2 separate regions of the Rattus norvegicus genome follow, and region 1 is linked to region 2. The links are chromatin contacts, called in public HiChIP or PLAC-seq maps. All regions are on one chromosome and are shown on one strand. The core of a region is the stretch at or near the end of the contact, and the rest is flanking DNA. Distances in the headings are between cores, read along the strand shown. Region 1 overlaps LOC120100662 (a long non-coding RNA gene). Region 2 overlaps LOC108349917 (a long non-coding RNA gene).

Region 1 (6,668 bases), core at 1,758-4,257, 760 kb before region 2:
TTTTCTATAAAAAAAATCTCTTTGTTTTTTTCTTCACCTTACACTATTGGCGTCTCTCATTAAGGACTGTAATATGAAATGCTGGATTTAAAACTGCCGTGACAAAGGAGACATTCCCCCTTTAACATCCTCTACCAGCTAGGCAAAGCACGTCTTTGTTCTTGCTTCTCAAATACAATGTTTAAAGTTTTTGCCCGGTCACTGGGCATTTTCTAGTCTGCCCGTCCACACTTGCAGATGTACTTTTATATGTGGTACATTTCCTGTTTCCCAAGATACATATCAAACATTTCTATCCCTGTACCTCCACACCAGGAACAATTACCACACCCCTTCAGATGTTATCACTATCTGCCTTCACAAATGTCCATTGTAGACGATGTTTTGATCTTTGGATAAGTGCCTTAATTTAAAATAATGGCAAAAGGGTAAATTAGGCCTCCATGCTCAGCAGTGCATGAATGACAAATCTGTTGTAGTTGGGGCATATTTTTGATATTCCTTTAAAAGTCTCATAGCAGATTTACATATGATCAAAAATGGTATTACACATTGGTAAGCTGAAGTGCGTAATTTATTCCACGTACTACTGATATAGCTATATAATCTATACATCTAATTATACTTCTAATGGCTTTACAATGTTGATAGATGTAAAATTATATCAGTTTAAAATTTCAAGGATTTCTGGTTTGGGGGATGAGAGTTGGTTTTTATAATCTACCCTTGAAAAGCTTTTTATCCCTTACATATTATCTGAGAAGAAGATATATTGTTGGAAGTATTTTCACAGCTTTGATTTTTATAAATTTACCAAAACTAGAGATTATACCAAACATCCATTTAAAACATTTAGTAAAACAAGGATCCAATGATGGAATCATAGCTCTTTAAAATGCAAGGGTGAGAGGAATCATTGGGTACCATGGTGGTAAAACTTCCTTCACAGTCAACGTTATCTGTAGTGCCCTCTCTGTGTGGATCTAGTTTGAGAAAATTTCAGTTAATTTGTGGTGTGAACATACGGCATGGTTAATAAGTTATGTCTTCAATTTCTCTTGAAATTGATTCTATCATTTTTTACCTTGGATATAATCCCTAAAGTTCCTATGATTATTATAACACAGTGGGTTGTAACAGATCAATAAAAAATTAGAGACAAAAATCAGAAAACAGGACCCCTATGAATACACAACTGAGCTTCCCCTCTTAGGCTGTTTGTTGGTTTGAGAAACATAAAGCAAGACTGATGGTATAACCCATTTTGCTCCTCACTATTTAACATCAACGATGGGGATGAGCATAAGGTCACTCTGTGCTTGGGAACAGCCTGGGCGAGCTTGTACCTTGCGGAACTGTTATTTGGTTCTATTTGGCTCTTGCAGAAAAATACCTGCTTCAGGAGGGACATCGCTCCATAATGAATCACAACGATTGTAATGGAAACCTTTTTGAAAACATTTCAGAAAAATTCTTAAAAACTCTGACTGAGGATGAAGTGGATTCTCTGATTAGCAAGCCTGGGCTCTTGGTTTGATCTCAGCCCTCTAAAGAAACCCCACTGCCCAAAAAATTTATGTGAATGAATGATTATAAATATTCCACACAATGGAAAACAGAGACACTTCCAAGTGTTTGTGGTAGATGAGAGGTAGTTTTAATGACACAGAGTATTCTGGTTTAATCTTTTGGCCTTCAGAGTTGGATATATTTTGTGATAGGATTTTATACAAAACAGCCAGAGACAAATATATGAAAACATTTTGTAAGCTCTTTTGTATTTAATGGAAGTAAAGTTTAAATTCAACTCTATTTGGTGGAACATTGAAAAGACTTAACTAGACTATACATTTTTTCTCATTTCTCAATTCCTTTTCTGTAACATTAACAGATGATTGTATAAATACACACTTAAAATCTATTTACCAGGCTCTTCCTTGATTCATAAAAATCCATTTTTAAAATATATTTTATTTTGCTTTCTGAAACATGCTGTTTTTCTTGAAAATAGGTCTGGGTTTTTAAGCAAACAATTAGTTGAATATAGTCCATCTAATATTTGAAATTGGGAATGGAAAATTTTTTCACTTCCATGATTTTAAATAGTAAACAATAAATAGCAAAGTCATGACTGCACAGAACTAAGCTCCCAAATTCCTTACACTTCATTTTTCACTATAGCCCACAAGGGAAAATCTAGGAAACTATTAAAGACCCTAAAATGTGGCTAACAGGGACCTAATAATATTTTTAAAACTATTAATAAACATGATGTGCTTCTTCAAAAAAAAAGCTATGCATCACCCCTTTTAAGTTCAGGATGCTATAAATTCCAATCACATTTTTACAGTTAAGATCCTCAGTTGGAAGAAGTGAGGAATAAATCTTTAAAGGAGGCCACAGAAAGCATATGTGCTACAGGAAACACAGCTGACAGTTTGGGATGGCTGAAATACTTATCTTTGGTTTGTGAAACACAAAGGTGATCATTCTTTTTAAAAAAAGATTTCATCCTTGACTTAGGGAAGGAAATCTAACCTTTTGTTGGTAACGCCATTCAATTTTGTCCCTGAAATTTAAATCAATTTATACCCAAATTAAGAAAATTCATTTATCAATATATGAATTCCAGTTTCCAAATTTGTTCACAAAGTTTTTGTCTTCAGAGTACACTACCAAGGCATCTGGGACAAGATGAGTGTCTGCCACACTCAGCTGAGAACACACACACACACACACACACACGCACGCACGCGCACACACACACACACACACACACACACACACACACACACACACACACGCACACGCACCTCTTCCTCAGAAGTCCCTTCAGCTTCCCACTGACGCGGGCCTACTTTTCTTCTCTTGCAGAGACCATTATCTAACAGTGTCTAACCAGGCCACAAACACAGGAAAAGGAAGGATCTGCCTTCCTACTACTTGGTATCCCAACACAGGAGGATTTTCGCCTTTCTGATTTTCATTTTAAGTGAATGGTTTATAAATGTGCTACATGATCCAGGGAAGAAGAAAGAGGAGAAGGATAGGAGGGAAGGACAGGGGAGGGGAGGAAAGGGAAGGAGGAGGAAGAGAGGTGATCAATTGGAACCCAGAACTCTAGCAGAAAACATGGTATGGAGGCCTGTCCTACCTTTAAAGGCCAACTGGAATTAATAACAATTCAACTCCATAAACTTTTTCTATGCTTTCATTTCTTTCCCTTTTTCTCACATGGATTCTTTTCCCCCACATAACCTCATACAAATGTACTCATACAGGGCTATGCTCCAACCTGTTGTGGAAAGCTAATGCGTGTTAGTCTTTAGGAATGACCATTTGAAGCCACACTGGTAATGACATCAAACCCCACCCTCTTTCGCTAGGCTATGGTCTGCATTATATTTGATGAAAATGTCCCATACAGGAAGCTCACATGAAATGAAGTACGCCCTGCTGTGGAACAAAAGAGAAGCCCTTGCCTCAGTTTTATGTACATTGTGTGCACGTGTGCATACATGCATGCCTAGTGTGTATGTGTGTGTGTGGACATGTGTGTGTGTATGCATTCATGCATTCACGCATATGAGTGTAAAGTGTTGCAAATTCAGAAAGCATGATGGGAGAGTGGGATGAAACATAAAGAATGTGTGAAATACAATATGAGCAATTAATTGAGTTGAATAGTTGAAATAGCATAATTTAGATGTTATCAGATGTGCTTCCAATTCTCTCCTCAGTCTTCCAGGTTTCAGCATCGATTGATCACATGAGATATATGCCTCATGCATATAACTTGTGAATATATTCTTATGAGGCAAAATGAAAGAAAAAGAAATCTAACAGCATCATCAAGAATACAATGTCTTAGGTAAAAATAGAAGTCAAGACATCACAAACCTCAACACCCAATTTAATCCTTTAACCACTAGGCCACACTCTTATTGAGAATGGTTAATAGAAACAACATTGCCCTTTTTGTACGGCTGTAGATGCCCTATTGATCTGTATCACATAGCACTTAACACTGGGTGATTTGGCTAGGAAAAGCAATGTTCACTGTTCCATGGAGAATCAGACAACAACGCTCAGCTTTGCTATAGAACCAGGAAAACAGAAGAGGAGATAGGGAAACAAACAACCTCAAAGAATAAACCTCATCTGCATGTTTTTCACTCTACAAGAAAGCAACGGAGTTGAATGCAACTGTATTAAAAGTCAAACTATTTCAGCCTAAGGCAGATGTGGATCACGGGAATGGAAACCTAATAAACCAACAGCTGAAGGCCACATTATCCCCTCCTCCCTCACTCATTTAGAAAATGACATGTTTTTCTTCACAATGTTTTCCCCCTCCTCCCTCTTTAGTGGCAGTAATGCTGAATGCTCTTGACATAATTCTTCGTTCACCCCCGACAGTCATGTTTTTGAATACTATCCCAGCAATAAAACACCTGACCTCCAGTCTTTCAAAGGGCCATTGGCTTGGGTTACCCCAATTAGCTGGACTCATTTGGAAGTATCCAGAGGAGTTGGGCACTTCACTCCTCACTAAAAGCAGCATTATGTGTGAATACATTGTTTTATTCAGGTCAATCTTATTTTTTAGAGGATTTCTTTATTTCCCTATGATTGGAGTGCAAGGAAAAAAACTTACAACGACCTAGAAATAACAAATATTACCACTTAGAAGTCTTATGAGGCTACATTTCTAGTTCATTGAGAGTCAGAGTTGCTTTTCAGTGTTGCTAGATTAGCAAGGAAACGATATAGAATGGTATACACAGAGAACTTACTTTATTTACATATTAGGTAGCTATATGTCTGGGTAACACAGCAAACATGCACATACACATGTGCCTAGGTATGCATCAGTAACATTTCAGTTTCTAGGTCAAAATAGAAATTCTTTTAGAGAAGGAAACATGAACCTCTACATATAAAAGCACTCTTTTCACACGTGTTTACTGACAGGTACTGTGTCCCAGGAATCATTTTTGGTACTGTAAACAAAGGCCAACTGAGGCTCCTAAGACAACTTGGATAATAGATTGTGGATGGCTTCAACATAAATGTAAGAGAAATTAAGTGTGTTCAACAGATTAAATATTTACACCTTAAATGATTCTGAATTAAACTCATCGTTGCATATCTGACATGGCTATCTCCACTCCCCTTTTCTTTACGTTTATATGTTTTAAGTCCCTTCATTTCTCAAGAAGGGGATACTTTTCTTCACAAATCTTTTAGAATTTGTGCTTTGCAATTTTATCATGGTCCATAGTTTTATTCTCTCCTAAAAATGCCAAACCACAAGATTTCTTGATAGATAATGCTGGAAATAAAATATGGATTGCATCCAATTGGATGTGGGCAAATAACACAGGAGTTGAAATGAGTGTCCCTTCAGAAGAATACAAGGTCCCCTTTGACATTTAAGCAGTGACTGCATGTAGGGAAAGAGAAATTGAATTTAGCTGATGCAAATGAAATTAAAACTAAATTGGTTTGTCACATCAAACTGATGTTAACTATGTAAATGTTTTCTGTTTATGAAACTACATTTTAAAGTGTATAAGACTACAGAAATATGAATTTTTTTTACATCATTGAAAATAGAACTTTAAAAGACGGATTGTGAAACCATTTAAAACCATTTCCACTTACCACGTCATGCTATGAATCATGAACTGTTTGCACATGGAGCAACTGTGATAAGCACACATATACATGCATGCACATGTCAATAGGCACGCATGCTCTGCTGGTCAGGCCGGATCCCATTACATCATTGCTTCAAATGCATTCATTCTCTTCAATATTGTTGGCTGTTTCAGGTTAACTACCAAAATCATTTGCCTGAGAAGCGAGATTTAATTGTCTTACAACTACCTCTGTGCGGTACAATAGGGATTACAAGTACCCATTGATTATACTATTGGGCAGAATAAGGGACTCTTATTCTAGCATTTCTCATTCATTTTGTCATTGCATTCTCTTTGAAAGAGACCAAATGGGACCCAGCAGGTGAAAGTAAAGAAACCTGAAAGGCCCCCTTTGAGGAATGACAATGCCACAGCCACCCCGCCCCCCCCACTTTTGGAGATTATAAAACCTTATTAAATCATGCCCTGTTAGATATTGATTGAGAGGGGGCTAAACCAAACCCAACAATAGCAGCATGGATCAGAGAACACTGCTCTCATCAATGGGCACTAAACACAGCTAAGCTTTCCAATCCTTTTTTTTGGGGGGGTGCATTTTTTTACTATTTACTTTTGTTTAAACCATTATCCCAGAAAGTCATACAATTATAGTTGCTTTGTTAGTCAAGAATAGATCTTAGCTGTCTAGCACTTCATCTTTTTGAATGTAGCAGTGTATTGCACAAACAATATTGTACTTGGTTAAGATTCAGTATTATGATGATTATTTGGGGGGTGCAATTCTAGGTAATTATCATAATTATTCTTGACTCTGGGACCCCTTTGATGACAAGACTGCTTTAAAGTAAACCACTTGGACATAACAACCCAAGATATTTGAAAAGCGATTGCTGCCAGAAGCAGAGTTGAAAACTCACCCATATTTTAAGGCTATCGTGATTATCAGGCTGTTTGCGTTCCTAGGCTGTCTTCTCTGCCATCTGTGAGCACCACAGCAAACAA
Region 2 (6,192 bases), core at 2,672-5,171:
GTAAGAGACCTGCACAGAACCTGTTCAGGAAAACAAATGTCTATTTGCACCATTCATTTGCTGCTTTGTAAAGGATTAATATGCCAGTGAAGTTGTCTGCACTGCCTCCTCCCCTGTCTGCCTCTTCTCCCCAAATATAACTCTCACCTACATGCACATAAACACACACGTTCAGATACCCTCACCACAGTGACATGGCAACTTTGAAACTTTTCTAAAAACACGAATTCTATTGCTCTCAGATCATAGTATTTAGTTAAGCACAAAGGAAAGGACAGCTTGTAAATTCCCTGTTTCTTTCTCATGTGTATGGAGGGCTGCTGGGGCTCTGTGGCCCCACACTGCTTTCTTCCTGCCCATTTTCCAGTAAAACACATGTTTGATGCAATTCGTCCCAACTTCTCATTTCAACCATTGCTTGCTTTTTCTCCAAGTGGCCAGAGTTTAAAGGTCTGCAGATGCAGCAGACAGAGAAACGACTGCAGGGGGAGAAAGAAAGTAACTCCCTAAAGTGGATCTGGCATTCCTGGCACTCAGTTCTCAAATCTTTTCTCTGCAGTTTGAACACAAAAGCGCTTCCTCCCCTGTTTTGATGTGTTAAGGAGAGGGGGCACGTGCATTTGGTGAAATAAGAATTTGGAAAGCATAGGGTGAGCATTTGTCTTTTGAATGTCCAGCATGTGTCAGACGCAGGTAGACACCCTACAGTTTAATACTCATTTAGGCTTGCTTTTTTAATACGAAGGGGATAATATTTGAGTTTAAGCAATTGTTTCACATTCACTGAATGTTTGTTGATTGATACTGCCTGTCTTTTGTATATTCAGATATCCAGAGCTGATCACTTTACTATCAGAAATTAGGGCAAGTTTGCTCTGTGTCCCTCTGAGAAGCGGATGAGCAGAGCAGTGACGTTATTATCAAATTCTGACATTTGACTGAGGAGATTGTGAATTTTTCCTCTTTAATGTTAGTGATCTGGACTAGTTCTCCCAAACAATGTTACTTGCAGATTTTTAAAATTGAAATAAGGATGTGAACAACAACAATAATCTAAAAGTCCCTTTACTATCTTGACCGAAGTCTCTGAATTAAATCCCAGGGTTCTTTTCAAATTGATGCTTGTATGCTGGTTGTTTGTATAAAATAACATTTGGATGCATCGCTTTATACTTTTTAAGCTGGTGGAAGATATAGAACTTTTTCATATTGTTCTGTAATTTATGTTTTAGCGTATGGTCCTAAAGTCCTGGTTACCTCAGGAAGAAGAAAGTGTTTGTTTACATTAGTTGCTATAGCAACAGTAGTTAGAAACTGTAGTTGGGTGAGGATGAGGAGCAGCACCTAGGCCTTCAGCTCTTCTGCATGGATAGCTCTCTAAGAGTCCGAGAGTGTCTTCAGTGTATTGCTCACTTGTTCACCAACTTACTGTGAGAATACATTGAGAGATATGACTCATTTGTTTGTTTCCCCCATTCTGTTTCTGTTGCCTCAGAAATCAGGCTTGCTCTATTCAGAGAATGCAGAGATGTTACGACCTTTTAGTGTTTCAACAAAAAAGTCGAGGGTATGGAGTCAGAAATACTCTCCCAAAATGTTAAGGGCCGGGTTGCTGCTGTTACTTCTCTGTGCAGACTGATGGAGACCGGTGTTACAGACTTTGCTTTGTCCTCTCTCTCCTTCATGGTTTACTTTTATAAATTGGCCATACCCTTTCCCACTAGGTTGCTAGATTTGGTCCATTCTTCCTCTAGTACATTCTCCTTGTTGCTCTCAGAACTTATTTGAGGTTTGGACTGGTGGTGTTTTTCCTATTTTTCAAAGCTTTGGGATTCAGACATGAAGAGCTAAGACAGTTCTCTGGACATGCTCACAGATTCCACCTAAGATCATAAGCCGTGCTTTTGCCCTTATGGGAAAAAGAGAAAAAAATGCACAGGCTTCTGATACTAAGGGCATCCTGGACATACACCTTGTCCCCTTCCTCTTGGCCTCATTTGCCCTGAAGAATGAATATATTCATCCCTAAAGTTGCTGCTTCAAAGTGACCAGTGAGATGCTAACAGGTCAGCTGGCTGTCCTGTCGGACAGAGGGTTCATAAATCAGAGAAGGGTTGGTATGGTTGAAAGACGAAGGTAGTCCAGCCTGAGGGGAGCGCCCTGTAAATCTCTCCAGGAGCTTTTTTCCTGGTAGGGCTAAGGGTGGGGGTTGGAGTTGGGGTGGCCATGGCTTGGCTGTTATTCATGCCCTGGCCCTCCTGCAGTGGGTGCTAACTTCTTGTGCATGAGAGCTGCCTCCACCCTTCCCAAACATCGGCTGCTTGGAAAAGTCAAGCACGGCTGAGCTCTGATTTTCATTTAATAGTCAAAACCAAGATGCATTTGGACTATGATGATAGGACAGCTCCCTTGAAAAGATTATTTGAACTACAAAGGCATTCATTTAGGGCTAGCGATGTTGCAAAAGGGCCTGCTAGAAATTAGCAGCCTGTCCTGGCATTTGGAGAGCAAGAGTGACAACTTACTGGAAGTTCTCAAGAAATCATTTAGATTTCACACTCCACTAGGCAGCTGATTTGAGATTGTCTGTTAGCATAACAAAGGCTCTGAGCCTGTGAACTTCAGAAACCTTTCGACCTCTTAGCTGCTGGCATGAATAGCCCCCAGTCCTGCCTATAGAGATCTCCCAAAGCTCCCCTGTTCGTGGCTAAATTGTTAATCAGGGTAATTTAATATAGTTTTCAATATGCCTCATCTCTTATTGGGAAAGGTATTCACAGCTTCCCTACCCCTGAAAAAAAAAGTTCTTTTATTCGAGTGTGAGAGGGGCAGCTGCAGACAGACCCCCGGCTCTTACTTCACCCCCCCCCCCCCCATCCCACTCCTTCTTCCCAGCCACGGCGGCATTCTGAGTAGCAACCACATGGAAAGGCCAGAAAGAGAACTGGGTTGACATTCCCTGTGGGTGCACTCCACCCTGAACCTGAAACTCAGGGCTGTTTATGCTGGGAGACAACTAAACAAAAACCTCATGCTCAGTCATAACTAAAACCTTAGAGCGAACACACACACACACACACACACACACACACACACACACACACACACACCCTGTTCTCCACCTCCCTTGCCCCTCCCCCTTCATCCCTCAGCTCAGCTGCTCTCCTGGCCCTGACAAAATGCACCAGACCCCAAGGCCTGCTCATTTTCATTTTGTCTGAGGCAGAGGCAGCCTGCCCACTCCTTTGCACAGCTATACTCGGCCTGTCCCCTGCATCTACTCTCAGTGTAGCTCCCTTGCAGCGTCAATTCACATGCACATTAGTTAGCTGAAGAGCAGGAGCACAAATATATTCATTTTAATCCAGTTAAGACCTAAGAGGTCTCATAGGATATTATTCAATAGTTTGAAAACCAAGTATAAAACTCAGATTTCGCTACAGCGTTTCATCTGAGAGAGGCCTACAGTATGCCTTTCTTTGCTTCCCACCAGTGCATGCTCAAGAAATAAAGTGAATAATAAAACAATTACAAGCAAAGAACCAGCTGCAGGTGGAGGTTCTGTTAAAATATTGTATTGTTGACTCTGTTAATTACCATACTTCTAGTGCCCGTGTGTAAATTCAGAATGAGAATTTTATATATGAGAGGGAAAAAAATATGAAGTCTTTCTTTCTTTCTTTCTTTCTTTCTTTCTTTCTTTCTTTTTTGATTAAAAACAGAACAATATATCTCTTAATCATATAGTTAACCTTCCGTTCCCACATGAGAATTTTAGGCCATTTCTAAACTGTATTTGGGTACCCTGATGCTGTAACTGTAGTTTTCTTTGGGGTTGTCTTTGTGTGTGCTGACGCCTTGTGCCTTGAGGTCTTCTTGCCTGTGTCAGGCTATGGTAGGTGTGTTTTGCCTCTTGGCCTCCTGAAGTTCAGCCAGCATCTAGATCCCAAAGTATTTTCTTTGGTATCTTTCTAGATTAGTGTGGTTCCTGATGCAGTTAGACTTGCTTCACTCACTTGGGATCCTAATCTGCTATCACCAAAGTGCTAGAAAGCAGGGAGACAATTCTCTTTATTGCACCAGGGAAAGATTAGTCAAGTGCCCAAACAGAAAAACACATCAGACCCACTCTCAGGTGCGCAGACCCACTTGACAGCCAAGCTTCTTTCCCAAGCTCCTTTTTCTGGGTATTAAAAAATGACTATAAAAATGAGCTTCTTAACTGATGTAAACATCTTAACAGTGTCCATAGATAACAACATAATTGGACACAGTTAGATTATGAACAATCTCCAACTCTGTATTTTCCTGGGGGTTGGGGGGTCTGACAGTTTTAATTTCAGTGCTATAGAAGTTTTTACATTATAAACATTTTAATCAATAATCTATGCATTGTTCATCTTAATGCTGTGCATTTTATTTTATTCTTTAAGTAATGATTTTCATTTTCTTCTTGATGTCTTAAACTAGAATATTTTAAAATATAAATTGTTAGCTATTACAAACAAGTAGATAGGAATTGCTGATTTCTCTTCTAAAATTCCAAAGACATAAAATCATTCATTCACAAGTTCACAGAAATGTAACTTTCATGAGCTGTTTAGAGAGAAAGAACATACAGTGGCTTTAAACTCAAGAAAGGAAAAAAAAAACCACACAATTGATATTTTTCAGTGCTTTTGCTTAACCCAGCTTTCATTAGCCTTTTCCTCATTAGAATTTATGATCCATGTCCTTCTCTATACTTCCACAGCTCTGACTTCTGTTAAATTTTGTAACAGAGGTTAATGAGTACAAAGGAATAGAAGGCCTGTTTGCTTTCATCTATGATGCTCAATATTTTAAGGTTGTTTGTATTTGCATTTAAATTTTTCTGTAATTTTAAATTATTAAAATTCAGTGAAATTAATTGCATATGAGTTATCTGAAAGAGGGATAGTTTTAAAAAAAGAAATTAAACAGTGTAATTCTGCTGAATTGTAATGTTTTCCTGGGCCTGGGACATCTAATGTCCTCTCCAGCATTGCATAGTTTGGGTTTCATATTTGTGGAAGACGAAGGATTGGGGGGGGGGAGAAGGATGTGTTTTTGGAATGGTGTTTGACAAGGGGAATGAACGCAGACACCAGAACAATTATATTACAATCCCATTGGGAATGCCAGCACCAAATTTAGCCAGACTGATGGGGCACTGTCTAGACGGTCCCTTTTGTGTATCAGCTGCTTTCTCCCTGCTTTATTGCGTTGCCTCAATGTGTGAGTTGAACGTACATATGGATCCCAAGCCTAGCCATTCGTGCTATTAAACCTGCTGTCATTTGGCTAACACTCAAGGGCTATGTGTTCCTATTGCATTCCCTTTACAGTATTTGTAATTAAAATGCAGCTTCCACATTAGTGGCGTAACAAAGGCCATGCAACAATGTAGAAGGCGCCTAGACTGTTTCTTTATATGAAAATATTAACTAGGTAAACATTTTTGTCTTCCCAAACATGTCCGCCTCTTTTCCACTGAAAGGAAAGAAAGCCAGAACAATAAGAAATAAAACAATGAGTGGAATGAGCCAGAGTACATATAAATTACCACCTTTCCTTTTGAAAAGGGCAAAGGAGAAAAAGAATGTGTATTAAATGTTTACAGTGTAATTAACTGCAGTGTGTGTGTGTGTGTGTGTGTGTGTGTGTGTGTGCGAGTGCGTGTGTATAGAAGGTTACCCCCACTTTATTTGGTAAATCAAGTGGAGCCCAGCAATCAGGGATCATATGGAGTCTCATAAATAGATTCCCAAACTCTTCTTAATATACAGTTCCACGCTGCTGTCCTGTTGTTGGGCAGATAGAAAATCTCACTTCTGGGCAACTGTCAGGATTCTGTTTCGTTTGCCAAGCTAATGCAGAGGGGATAAGGCTTCCCACACAAACCAGCCATTGTTCACAGGAGTAGGGATGCGCCCCTAAACAGGGTGCAAACTTCATGGGTGATGGTGCTGAGAATTTGAAATGAACACAAATTAATTATTGCAATTAGAGAGTGAGAAACAGCAGAACTCATTAATGCTAGTGAAATTAGGTATGAGATCACCCCTTTTATTATAAGATTTATTAGCAAATTTTGCCTACAGTTACCAAGAATTGAAAAGCTTGAGAAATTGAAATTGCACAAAATTTAAGTCATTTTAAGTAAAATCGTTG

Evidence for each region. HiChIP or PLAC-seq counts read pairs in DNA pulled down with a chosen protein or histone mark.
Region 1: an H3K27ac HiChIP or PLAC-seq map of oligodendrocytes shows a contact between it and region 2, with 2.8 times the contacts expected there. The contact joins two enhancer-like sites. A contact is called at or near these places in 2 of 12 Hi-C or Micro-C datasets (frontal cortex and prefrontal cortex) and 1 of 1 datasets of contacts at active chromatin or transcription factors (oligodendrocytes).

What each region holds. Positions count from the first base shown.
Region 1 is chr2:17,040,045-17,046,712 of GRCr8, reverse strand. It overlaps LOC120100662 (a long non-coding RNA gene), which reads right to left. Exons shown (of 5, transcript XR_005500489.2): 1 at 6,584-6,668; 2 at 5,668-5,859. Among named protein-coding and RNA genes, the nearest start is that of Ccnh, 530 kb to the left of the region's middle. Within about 2 kb of position 3,007, at least 12 of the 93 cell types and tissues checked have an H3K27ac peak or open chromatin away from gene starts, as enhancers often do.
Region 2 is chr2:16,279,475-16,285,666 of GRCr8, reverse strand. All of the region lies in intron 1 of LOC108349917 (a long non-coding RNA gene), which reads left to right. Among named protein-coding and RNA genes, the nearest start is that of Tmem161b, 160 kb to the left of the region's middle. Within about 2 kb of position 3,921, at least 28 of the 93 cell types and tissues checked have an H3K27ac peak or open chromatin away from gene starts, as enhancers often do.